Linked DNA regions of Mus musculus: regions 1 and 3 are each linked to region 2. The links are chromatin contacts, called in public Hi-C maps. All regions are on one chromosome and are shown on one strand. The core of a region is the stretch at or near the end of the contact, and the rest is flanking DNA. Distances in the headings are between cores, read along the strand shown. Region 1 has its middle 100 kb from the start of Eya4. Region 2 holds the start of Eya4 (EYA transcriptional coactivator and phosphatase 4). Region 3 overlaps Eya4 (EYA transcriptional coactivator and phosphatase 4).

Region 1 (4,511 bases), core at 1,691-4,190, 100 kb before region 2:
CTTGAGTCAATGTCAGTCTATGATGGCGACTACTTGTACCATACAGTCTTATGAGTCATAAAAGCTTGTTAGACTCAGAATAAAATAGCTCCTACCACGGCCTTGAGGAGTTTCCCCGAGGGTGTCGCCATCTACAGCACCATCTCATTTCATAGCCCAGCCTCTCATTTAGGATGTGTGGTCATACATAATGTGGGTAACTCCTCCATGCTTGCTCAAGACTTTGTTGCTTTTAGCATTAAACATCCTGTGTCCTGAGAACACCCTATACCCCTCAGTCCTGGATACTCTGAAATGGCTAGTCACCCTTCCTTTAGCTTGCCCTGTTCCTGTTTGTAGACTGGTCTGTCTGCTTGGAATATTGTTCTCTCAGATGTGTTTCTGGCTTACTTCTCATTTTTCAACTTTATATTCAAATAAATCTTTTCAGAAAAGCTATCTCTATTACTATCAGCAGCAATACTATATGAGTACTATAACGTTGATTTTTTTTCCCTTAAACATCTTCTTTAGTGGATAGATTCCATGAAGTACTTAACTTTTTTTTTTCTGCTATGTCCCAACCCCTAAGAACTGTACCCAACACATGGCTAACTTCTCAAAATTATCAGTTGAATGAGTAAATAACTTTTTTAAAAATTCTGCTGTAGCCCTTGTGTCCACAATGTTCACAGTAATGAGCATTATCAACCATCTATATGAACAGAAACAGCAATATTATTAATTAATTTAACTTTTCCGCATTCAGAACTAGCAACATCTTATGTAGTTTGTTGAGGTAGCAAGTGCAGAGAGGCTACTGACTTCAACTGACCCCATGGGAAAGGGCTGTCACACAGGGAAGCCATTGAAGGGTTTGAACACGCTACTTACTGAAGAAAGCGATTTCTTGGTATCATTCTGAAACTGCTGTGACCCTCCACCACTTTAACATGAATCTCATCCTCATTAAAATGAGGACACAAACTTCCGCAAATATTGCCTCCGGTCCTGCCATGGTTGGCGGTTAGCTGTGTCATGAAAAGTTTATCCAAAGTGTGCACAGTATCCAGATACTTGGAACAAAATTTGCCAGCTTATCCAAAACCCAGGACTCTGCCATTATTTCCAAGTTTAAGACTTTCTTAAATAGAGATGCTCCACGAACCATAGTTCTTTCAACTCAAATTTCTACATCTGTTTTGGAATTACTGTCCCCAGCTCTTCAAGGTTTCTACAGAGGCACTCAAACTACAGTTGGCTTGCTATAAGTCAGCAAGGTGGATGGTGTATTTGTGACCTCCAAATAACACACTGGTTATGAGGGGTCAGATATGGACGCTCCTGTTTAACAATAAATCCCATTTTTGAGTGGACACAGACTGAGCAAGTAATATGATAGACCACTCTAGATTGAATAGCTGCCTTCATTGAAACCAGGAGCTGAGAGGACGGATCTGTGGGTAAAATGATCACTATGTAAGAGAGTGTGTGCCTGAGTTTGAACCTGGAACCCTTAAGGAGGTAGATGTGGTAGCATGTTGCGCTCCTACAGATGACAGAAGATGGGAACCTGAGGATCCCTACAAGCTCACAGACCAGTTAGCTGGAAGCATGCAGCAGAGAGAAAGAGAGAGGAAGGTAAGACAGACAACACCTGAAGTTTTCTCTGGACTCCACAGGTTCTCATTATCTATCTCTCTGTCTCTGTCTCTGTCTCTGTCTCTGTCTCTCTCTCTCACACACACACAGACAGAGACAGAGAGACAGAGAGAGAAAGACAGAGAGACAGATTAGCAATGATGGTGGTGGTGATGGTGGTGATAGGACATGGAGGGATGGCTCAGTGGTTAAGAGCACTGGCTGCTCTTGAGGACCTGGGTTAGATCTCCAGCATCCACATGGTGGCTATGATCACCTGTGACTTTAGTTCCAGAGATCTAATGCCCCCTTCTGGCCTCTTCGAGCACTGCATGCATGTGATACACAGACCACACCCCCCAAAATTTCATGATGGTTTTGAACCCAACTAAAATCGATCCTTCCCAGATCACCTTCTCCTTAGCATCAGAGATACACAATAGGGGTGGCAGAAGGGATACCCAAGGACCAGCGTGTCTACCTCTCTGTGCCTACAACAGTTCTCAGTGACTCTTCCAGGAAAGTAAGTGGACCCTTGAAACTGGAACAGCCTACTTTAAAACAGACAGCTAAACAAGAAGACTATTTACTGGGTCATCACTTTGAGGTGACTAATTGGGCAAGCATTTTCAGGAGCCCAGCCATGATCACCCTTCGTCACAACAATACGTTCCCAGTGTCCCACACTGTCCCCACTTCTGTCCCAACACCTGCCTTTCTACATCCAGTGCTGCAATGACACAGCAAACACTGTTAAGTTCAGCAAGATGCCCCAACCCAGCCAGTGAGCGTGACAGAATATGAGAATTGGGGCTGGGATTTATGCTTTCCAAATGTCTTTGCCACTGGATACAAGGCCCTGGCTGGAGAAGAATTATGAGGCTGTTGCTGTTTGTGAAAAATGGCTGCTGGCTATATGGGTGCACCCTTATAGACACTGTAGGGCTCCTGTTTCATGGGTAGGTCGTTTCTGTCTGGCACAGCTCTCAAAGCGGAGCTCAGCTCTGTCTTGTCTGTTTTCCCACTCAACGGACCTCAATCCCCTTCGGCCTCAGGGGCTTTGGTCTGTGCCATAAGAAATGAAACATATTTCCCAATGTGTTTTCTTTCTTTTTTAATAAAAATATCAAAGGCATACTTATCAGTGGCTGAAGACGGAAAGCTGCGGCAAAGGCTATTTTTTTTTCACTGGAACGCGGCCCTGTGTTGTGCCACACTCATCCAGGGGCGGCAGAGATTGATGGTGGGACATGTGCAAGGAACTGCCGCTGATTGAAATCAGACAACTGCGAGCTGCGAGGGCAGGGCGAGTGGGGGAAACCAGTTTAACCACAGCCATCTCATCTTAGCACATTTGGACAGGGCTTCTCCTCCTGGCTGAAGTAGCAGGTCAGAGGAAGAGGGAACGCGGAGGGGCTTGAGACAAGCTCCCATCAAGCACAGGCCCCTCTTGTCTCGAATTTGCCTTCTAAACAGTGCAACCTGCCCACGACTGACCACCAGCCTTAGACTCTGGGATGTAAATTAAACCATTCACAGGCATGCAGGGACAAGAGACAAAAATGACCGAGCACACTGCTTCTCCTGAGGAAAATTGGGCTGCTACTGTCCTTTAATGTGGGGGCACGATCTCCATCTTTTTTTTTTTTAATTTGCTTTTCAACGAGGGTCTAGGAAGAGAGGGAGCCATGGGAAACTGTCGGCCAGTTGCTTAGTACCCATCACCAGGACCTCAGCCAGAGTTCAGCGTGGCTAACAACCGCACAGCTATGTACTTGAACTGAGACATTTTTATTTCATTAGGGGTGTCCGTTTACAGCCATTAGCTAAGCAGATTGGCCAGCACCAAAAGGCCTTTCACCCCCCCCCCCCTTCTTGCCTTATCGCCAGATCTCTCGTCCATTATTCATCTCTTTAAAAAGAGAGAAAGGGAGGGGGTGGCTGGCTTTAAGTACATTATGTTTGGTGACTTGTCTCTATTCTCTAGCCCAAACAGTCTAAAATAGGTTTTATTAGAAATCATTATTTAGGTTCCAGCCTGAGAGCCTATCGATCGCCCGTGTATAATGGTTCCCAGAGCTCAGAGAGTAGCAGCCACGTCTCCATTGGCTGACACAATGTCAGTGACAATTCTTTTTTTTTTTTTTTTTTCCCTGCCAGCTAGGATGCTGGTTTAATATCCTGAAAAAGTCACTTAACACCACCCCTTTATAACATCTGTCAGGCCCTGTCCAGTGTGACTTGTTTCTCACATTGAGAGCTCCCAGGCAGTTGGGGCCATGCTCTCAAACACTTCTCCAGAGCCTTGGAATTCCTCAGACATTCAACCGCCCCCCAGCCCCAGGGCCCAACACTCGCACACCAGCTGTTATAACTTTCCAGGACACTCCTAAATTTTCTAAATGTGTGCCATATAAAAATAAGATTTAGGACGGTGAGTGTTCAGGAGCTTTGCCTGTAAGGAATATAATTCATCTGGTGTCCCGGACCCATTATGGAGCGTTCTTCTCCAGCCTACTCGGCTCCATCTTGGTCTTCCCCAAACGTTCTTCAGTAATCTGGTGACTGGAGATTTGGGCCAAGTGATCATCTTTTTCTCCTCTCTCCCTTGCTTTACAAAGCATTTCCCTTTGTTTGGAAACTTTTGAAAAAACTACAAAGATGTTGAAAAGAAAAAGCAGTACACATTGAATTCAGCTTTGCTTCGTATTTATTTTATGGTTCATAACACCCACCCACTCATGGATTTTTTTTTTTTTACACCAACTCATACACAGCCACACACGACATGCATCTTCCACAAGGTTTGGTGTGTAAAGTTGCAATCATTTCTCTGCCACCCTCTTATAGGGATACGCATTGTTTTTCTGAGTCACTCATTTGAAACTAAA
Region 2 (4,022 bases), core at 1,004-3,503:
TACCAAAAGGAAATGGATGCTTGCTCACTTTTGAGGAGAATGCTACTCTAGTCTTAGTTGCTATATTCATGGAGGAGTCTGACACCAACAGATTAACTGTTATAGTCTCTTATTTGAGCCACTGGCATGCATGCTGTATCGAAAAGAATGGCTGCTTTTTTTTTTTTTTTTTTTGACAACCACAACTACTGAAAGCATCCCAGAGGCTAAAAATATAGATTGGGATGTATACAGACTCATTCGAATCTCAGCTTTGTCACGTGGACAAAAACATCCAACCAACCGACAATACAGCACTTTGAACTATGAACTGGAGACAACAAAATAATTGAGGTTTTCTTGTTGCTGATGTCCCTTGAGTGTATACTAACCGGTGCTCCTCTCCATCGCAGGAATGCACTCTGGGTAATGCTCCCAAGGCTGCAAAGCACCACCAGAAACCCTTCCACTCAGAGAGCCAGAAAGGGGGAAGTTAGGCCTGGCCTGGCTCAAGCTCCCTGAAACTGATCTGTGGGAGAAACAGCCAATAAGCAAGCAGAGGGAAGACACTACCTTTATCAGCTTAAATTTAAAGCCCCAGCATCTTTTCCATTTCCTCTTAATCATTGTAGACAATGCCCCGCTCATTAAAAACAAATATTCAGCATGGATTTTCCTTTTAAACTAGAGTTCAGGGCTCCTGTTAGTAACATAAAACCAAGCTCAAGTGAAGGATGAAATTTGTTTCTGAAAAAAGTCCAGAATATCATTTAGTTGATAAAAATATTAAAACTAGATTTTCTTCGAAGTGGAGTGGTTTTTTTTTTTTTTTCATCCCTATGGCCATATCTAAGGCAGCGTTGTTGCTAGAGATGACTTGATTTTCTTTGGGAAAAATTATTTTGATTTCTTTGGGCCTTGGTTATCTTTTATACAGCTTTAATAACTATTAGGAAATTAATTAAACAAACACGCGTGAACCACAAGTGAGCAGTACAGCAACTGACAATAAATTCAAAATGAGTTGATACACATTATCAAAGTATCAGGACAGATGTTACTGATGGAGACAATGGGCTTTAGGGAAAGGTGGGGTTATATGGGAGTAATATTTGGGGATTGTCTTTGCTTTGGTCCAAGAGTGTGATATTTATATTTGTCTGTGAAATATGAAATCCAATGTAGGTACAAAAGACATCAACAGAAGGCATAGGCTCAAAATGCCATTTCAGCAGTGTGCCCTGAGCAGTTCTGACTGGCCTTTGGAAGTCACTGCAGTCTGACCTTTGGGCGCCTGGGAGGGGCGCCTATAGCTGCGCCCGGCCTGGAAGGGGCCCAGGCACTTCCCAGTGCTGCCCGTCTGCACGCTGCTAACTCCTTCATCGCTTCCATCTCCAGGAAAAAGCTCTTTCCTAAATCCAGAGCAAGCTTTGGGCTGGTGTCAGTTGGCGTTTAACTTTGTTGCAAGTGGACTAGAGTCCCTTCTGCCTCCTCTCTTGGGGTAAGTGGCAAGGAGTCCGACTGAGGGCCTGTAGCTCGCACAGGGTAGTTAGGGGACCGCCGCCCAGAAGCAGGTGGGGGACCGAGGAGCCCGGTGGCGGGCTGGTCCCTTCAGTCTAAAGGCCTCGGTGGCCAGCGCCAGGCGGGGTGGGGGCGGGGTGAGGCGGCGCAGAGGGCGCGGAGATTACCGCGGCGCCACCAGAGACGCGCAGAGCCGGGGAGCCCCGGAGGTCCCCCCACGCGAGACCTCAAAAAAGAAAAAAAAAGCCGATGATAACAGGCAGTTTCCAGAGATCGAATAAAAAGAGAGGGCTTCTGCGCCCGCCAAGATCTCCTGCTCTTCCGGCGGCCTGCCGGGAGGCCCCCAGCGGCCACCCTAGCCCCAGGACGCAGGCGGCGACGTCCCCCCCCAACCCCCCCACATCCCGCCTCCTGCCTCTAGGCTCCAGCTCCGCGCGCTAGGGAGAGGCTGCCCGCGGCGCGGCGCACGCTCCGGCGGCTCCCGGCTTGCGCGCAAACCTTTCCCGGTCGGCGCCCTAGAGAGGGGACTGAGCGGCGGGGACCTGCGGAGGGACGCCCGGCCACCCGGCGCGCGCGCGCTTTCTCTTTTCTTCTGCTCGCTAACGCCGCTCGGCTGCTCGGACTTTGGTTCGGCTCCTTTCGTCCTCCCCCCCCCCCCCTCGCAGCCGGCTCCCCCACCCCGCCCTGTTTCTCCCCCACTTGTGTAAGCTATTTGTTGGGGGTGGCCGAAAGGGATGTCCTGTTTTTACCAGAGACACAGCGCGAAGGGAAAACTTAGACACTGGAAGGAAAGCGAGTAAATACGTAGATCGGACCCGCAGATCACTGGCTGGGACAGACAATTGAACTTCGGGAGTCCAAGGCGGTCCGGGCCGCCAGAGGTGAGTGTCCTCTCTTCATCCGACCCGGTTTTTGAAGTCCAATGGAGGGGGGAGGTGTGTCCAGATTTGGATGATTCCCCCAAACTGTCCCCTAGAAAGTGCTAGCTAGACACTTTGTAGTGCGTGAATGGGGATCTGGGGATGGAGGTCGCGCGCAGGGAGAGTGTGTGAGCCTCGGAGTTCTCCCCGATGATCCAACAGCAGTGTCCCATGGCCAGGGTCCCTAGGACCTCAGTGGTACGCTCGCCCAGGAAGACCCTCAACGACCTGGTCCCCAGTAACCCCTCTTGTCTAGCGCCACAGGACCTGAGTGAGTCTCGCGTCGTCCCCGGGTGCGGATCCTACCTGCCTGCACCCTGTTCCCTGTCGCCCGGGAAGCTTACACCAGACTCTTCCCACTCCCACCCGGTGACATTTAATACTTTGTGATGACCTGCTACGTGGAGTAAGGGTGCTGCCTCACTCAGTGTCCCTTGGAGAGCCGTGGGCGCCTGGGTTTGCGTGAGGCCGGGAGCGCGTGTACCCAGAGGCCAAGCCCTGGTCTCCAGGTACCGGTCGCAGTCTAAACAGGGGGGGGGGGTCACTTTAATGGTTTTTACGTGGCGTGGACGAATGTCTCTTGCAGTGTGCCAGGGTCTGTGAAATTAGAGGCGCCTTGTCAGAGGAGTCGCGTTCATTGGCTCCAGGAGCGGATGCTGAGGAGCAATTCTAACTTCTCCAAAGCCAAGGACCAGGCTGGGGCGAGCAGGTTTCTCTCAGAGCTCACTGGATCTGGGGTGGCCTTGGCACTCTAAACGCTTGTAGAGCTTGGTCATCTGTGACTGGGAGACAGACTGTGTGAGCCCGTTTCGTTTTGCAAGCCACAGCAACCCCAAACTTTTCATTTTATTTTTCTATTAGCACTAAATTCTTTTCCTTTTTTCTTTGTATTCGAGATTCGCAATCTCTCTGAAAGAAACAAGGAGGTTTTGACTGAGCCTGGTGGCAGAGCGGTGGCAAAACTAAGGGAGTGCAGTTTGATTTTTGCCACCGTCCCCTTGTTTGGGATGTTAGCGCCTCAGCTCACATCTTTCAAGTTCCTGGGAGACTAACGGGGTTTGCGGTTTGGGTGGGATCGGCGTGGCCTTCTCCTTTTCTCCCGGACAACGCAGGGACCATTCAGGGAGCCTCCTGAACTCGAGGGCCCCCGTGGAAGGCGCGCATCCCCGCGCGGGGACAACCTAGGTGGCGGCTCACCAAGCGCGTGGCGTGTGTTTTGGTTTCTGCGCAGCTACACGTGGGGCACCTCCGTGTGCGTGTGTGTTGTGTACTTGATCTGTGAGAAGGTAACTGGAGTCTCGTGTTCAAACCCAGTGGGCCCTTGGCCATTAATTTGCTTTCCTGGCTGTCATTACAGACACTTCCAAAATCTGATACCTAAAGAGATCCAACAGGTTGGGTTTCACATTAAGAGCCCACACTTAACAGTTTTCTTTCTCCCTCACCCCCTTTGGCTCCGCACTCTGGGATCAACGTAATTGTTGGAGCGAAATACATCTTCTTGAATATGGTATTTTGTTGCTCTTCTCTTAGCGCCGCCTTTTTGCACCTATGAGCGTTTGTCAGTTTCAGCGAGGCTCCTGGGGGACTTAGGTGGGAGTC
Region 3 (3,959 bases), core at 144-2,643, 65 kb after region 2:
CAATTGCATGAATATATGGGCTCTTTGGGGCGGAAGGAGAACTTTGGAGGAAGAGTTGTTTATTCCTGTTGAGCTGACCTCATATCTGTGTTTGTAAGATAACTAGAAACTAAGGGTATTTCAGATACAGTAACACACACACACACACACAGACACACATACAGAGAACCTTGCATCCTTTCCATAAAGATCCCTCTGATGCCATGATGTCATACTTTTCTAGCATTCCAAGCCAGGCTTTGTTAGAATGCTTATTATTCATCTTTCAAAGTAAGTTTCTTTATATAAGAAAAGCCCCTACTACACTATATTGAAAGGCTGTATTTTAAAGACTATTTCTACATTAAGAAGCATGTTTGTGGACAGGGGCAGGAGCTTGGTGTGGATCCAAAGCTTGGCTCAAACTTTTGGTATTCCTGCCTCAGCTCTCCTAGTGCTGGGATTACAGGCATGCACCACTTTGCATGGATTAAAATCACGTTTTTCAGCAGTGGAACGTTGGCCTGGTTTTATGTTAATATTGAGTGGCGCTTTTGATTTTGGTATGTGCGGTGAGTGTGAAGAAAGCAGAAACCCTGGCTAGTTATTTATCTCACACAAATTACACACAACTTCTGAACTGGAGTTCAAAACCTGAAGGATTATTTCAGCATTACCTCTTTAATGCTAAGCTTTGAAAGACGTACATGAGGGAAATGTAAGTAGTAGCTAATGCCCCTATGTGTGACTGCGTGCTGCTGGGTGTTGAGACTGGTGCATCTTGCACAAAAGTTACGACAGCCACAGTGAATACTTGCAGAATTTCCAGTTTCTGGTATTGGTTTCTATTCGTGCATTTTAGAAGGATTATTTAAATTTGTACTTAAAAGAAGCCTAAAGACAAATTTCTATTTGTAGAAAAAGAAATGGGACCCTCTCTGGCATTAATTTTATTTTTTTTTAGGCTAGCCATACTAACTTCTTCCACTGATGAGCATGCCAGAGCTAACTATTGTTGGTGCAATTTTCACAAAAGCATGCATGCTTACATACCTACTTTCATTTTATCAAGAGGACAAAATTTCCTACATAATAATAAAACACTGAGGTTTTTTTTTTCTTTCTTTTTAATCTCTGGGGACAGTAGTAAAATGCCTTCTTCACGGTAATATTTTAGTCACTCAAACCACATTTCTCAACTACACTTCAGTTAACATGGCAATAGAAGTACAATATTAATAAAATGCTAATGTTAAAAATGGTTAATTTTTTCTTTCTATTTTATTATCTTCACCATATTTAACTGTTACACATTTTTAGCCTATAAAATGTTTTATGGGAAAATATAAAGTACTCCATAGCTCCTCGTTTTGGTAGTTGGTGGGTAGATTTTCTCCCAGCCATTGGAAACTTCTAGCTGAAACTGGAATCCACAGAGTACCAACCTCAGAAGTCCTCCTGTTTTCCCTCCATTACAAGTGTGTAATTTGGGCTGGTGGCTGACTTTCTCATACAACTTTAAAGATCATTCTATATAAACTGTGGTATCTCCATAGCTACTCCCACGGGGTGGGGGGGGGTGGCACATGTTTAAACTGAGAAAAAAAAATCTACCCACCTGGAGAGAAGCCAGCTTGTTGGAGATGAAGGTGGGTGGAACCCTCCAAAACAATACGGATCTGTGATTCCTGATTCACTGTGACTTTCAGTTTCGATGCCACTAAACCACATTTGGCCAAAGCATCTAGGTCATCAGGGTAGCTGCAGAACAGCAGCCATAGCAGCCTGGTTTTGTTTCTAGAATATTTTTCTAGTACTTCTTACCTCACTAAATGTTACAGCTGTCTTCAGGGCAGTTGAAAGTTTTTCCCCCGCTCAGGACAATTTTTACCCTGCAGGTGCAGTGCTTCTCCAGGCACACACACACACTTTGGGTTTCAGTTGTGAAATTGTACAAAAACTAACAATTTTATGGAAAAATCCTGGGCCAGAATAAAAACTGCCTCCATGTGAGATCTTGCTGTGAGATGGTCTGAAATCTGGAATATTTGCTAAAATCCTCCCTCAATAGTGTAAGAGATGCACACAACACACAACTGATTAAAAATGCTACACACATGGCTCTGAAACAAAAGAACTGAGTTTAAACTCTGTACCCAAGCAGCAGGCATAGGACACCAGGATGGGCTGAGAGACTCGCCCTTAGTAATGGCCAGGACAGGAACTGATTCCCATCTCCATATTTAAGAATCATTTTTGTTTTACTACTGTTTAGATTTTCCCTATGGAAAGGATGTGTTCCATGATAGATATTCATATTGTAATATGGCAGCAGCCAGGGCTGTAACGTAAAAAGAAAGTAGCCCTCACAGTCACAGGGTCTTCTGAAATGACAGCAGCAGCTCTGACACAAGCTGGGAAGATCAGCCAGGCACACTATGACAAGCACACTTGCCTTCTCCTTGGGATCCTGCAAACCCCAGCAAGGTTTGAGGACCTGCTGATGTTCCTGTCTGGGTGGCGACATCTTTCCCTAACTCTCCCTTCACTAACTCTCTTCAAATACTAGTGGTTTTATTTTTTTACTCAACAAATGTTAATAGCCATGTAGATATAATGGAGATTCACTTCATATTCTAATATGTATTGGCAATCATGTGAAACTTTGCTGCATTTTTTGACTCCCTTAAGTCAGCTATTCATTATCACAGTGGAAAGCTAACTCGCACATCTCTAAGGACTTAAAGTCAGTCAACAGCTCTTAGACTGACTGTTTTGAGCCTTTGGTAGCATCTCTGTTAGACAGGCATGATAGGACAAGGCCACTCTCCTCATGGCTATGGCTGAAAAATGGAAGAACAGACAAGTCATTCTAAGATGAAATCCTTAATGAAAGGAAGACTGAGCTTTAACTCAAAGTCTCCCCCCTGGCAGATCAATCTGGTTCTTTTAATACATGGTCCTTTGGGGAGATAGTTAACTCTAATATAACATGTGAAATATTCGTACACATGATCAGCTCCCAAGGGGAAAACCTTACAACCTTAAATAATGTACTCATTCAGAGACAGTATAAAAATTTTTTAAAAGTCAGAAATGAAAAAGCAGACATAACAACAGAAACTGAGGAAATTAAAAAAAAAAAAACATCAGATCTTACTACAGAAGCCTATATTCATCAAAACTTGAAAAATCTAGATGAAATGGATGATTTTCTGGACAGGTACCAAGTTACAAAGTTAAATCAGGGTCAGATAATCCATCTAAATAGTCCCATAACCCCTAAGGAAATAGAAGCAGTCATTAAAAGTCTCCCAACAAAAAAGCCCAGGACCAGATAGGTTTAGTGCAGAGTTCTATCAGACCTTCAAAGAAGACCTAATACCAATACTCTTCAAACTATTTCATAAAATAGAAACAGAAGGAACACTACCCAATTCATTCTATTATGCCACAGTTACACTTATACCTAAACAGCCTAAACAACACAAAGACCCAACAAAGAAAGAGAACTTCAGGCCAGTTTCACTTTTGAATATTGATGCAAAAAATATTCAGTAAAATTCTTGCAAACTGAATTCAAGAACATACGATCATTCACCATGATCAAGTAGGCTTCATCCCAGGGATGCAGGGATAGTTCAATATACAGAAACCCATCAAGGTAGTCCACTACATAAACAAAGTCAAAGAAAAAAAAAAAAAACACACGTTCATCTCATCAGATGCTGCAAAAGTTGTTGAGAAAATACAACACCTCTTCATGATCTTTCTCTCTCTCTCTCTCTTTTGGATATTTTATTTATTTACATTTCAATTTTTTATATTTTTTATTAGGTATTTTCTTCATCTACATTTCAAATGCTATCCCAAAAGTCCCCCATACCCCTCCCCCCACTCCCCTACCCACCCACTCCCACTTTTTGGCCCTGGCATTCCCCTGTACTGAGGCATATAAAGTTTGCAATACCAAGGGGCCT

Evidence for each region. A called contact is a pair of places that touch in the nucleus more often than the background predicts.
Region 1: a Hi-C map of myocytes shows a contact between it and region 2, with 6 times the contacts expected there. The contact joins the enhancer-like site here to the promoter of Eya4 in region 2. A contact is called at or near these places in 6 of 484 Hi-C or Micro-C datasets (the C2C12 cell line, muscle stem cells, myocytes and 1 more).
Region 3: a contact with region 2 is called in a Hi-C map of muscle stem cells, with 1.6 times the contacts expected there. The contact joins the enhancer-like site here to the promoter of Eya4 in region 2. A contact is called at or near these places in 4 of 39 promoter capture datasets (the 3T3-L1 cell line, 3T3-L1-derived adipocytes and stem cell-derived epiblast-like cells), 6 of 484 Hi-C or Micro-C datasets (the C3H10T1/2 cell line, the MC3T3-E1 cell line, embryonic fibroblasts and 2 more) and 1 of 9 other capture datasets (adipose tissue).

The regions. Positions count from the first base shown.
Region 1 is chr10:23,448,605-23,453,115 of GRCm38.p6, reverse strand. No RefSeq gene overlaps it. Among named protein-coding and RNA genes, the nearest start is that of Eya4, 100 kb to the right of the region's middle. Within about 2 kb of position 2,940, at least 22 of the 459 cell types and tissues checked have an H3K27ac peak or open chromatin away from gene starts, as enhancers often do. A contact at or near this core is called in the C2C12 cell line, muscle stem cells and myocytes, where this site is marked.
Region 2 is chr10:23,348,121-23,352,142 of GRCm38.p6, reverse strand. It overlaps Eya4 (EYA transcriptional coactivator and phosphatase 4), which reads left to right and starts at 2,253. Exons shown (of 19, transcript NM_001347372.1): 1 at 2,253-2,381.
Region 3 is chr10:23,282,770-23,286,728 of GRCm38.p6, reverse strand. The region is part of intron 2 of Eya4 (EYA transcriptional coactivator and phosphatase 4); the gene reads left to right. Among named protein-coding and RNA genes, the nearest start is that of Eya4, 65 kb to the left of the region's middle. Within about 2 kb of position 1,393, at least 9 of the 459 cell types and tissues checked have an H3K27ac peak or open chromatin away from gene starts, as enhancers often do. A contact at or near this core is called in the C3H10T1/2 cell line and muscle stem cells, where this site is marked.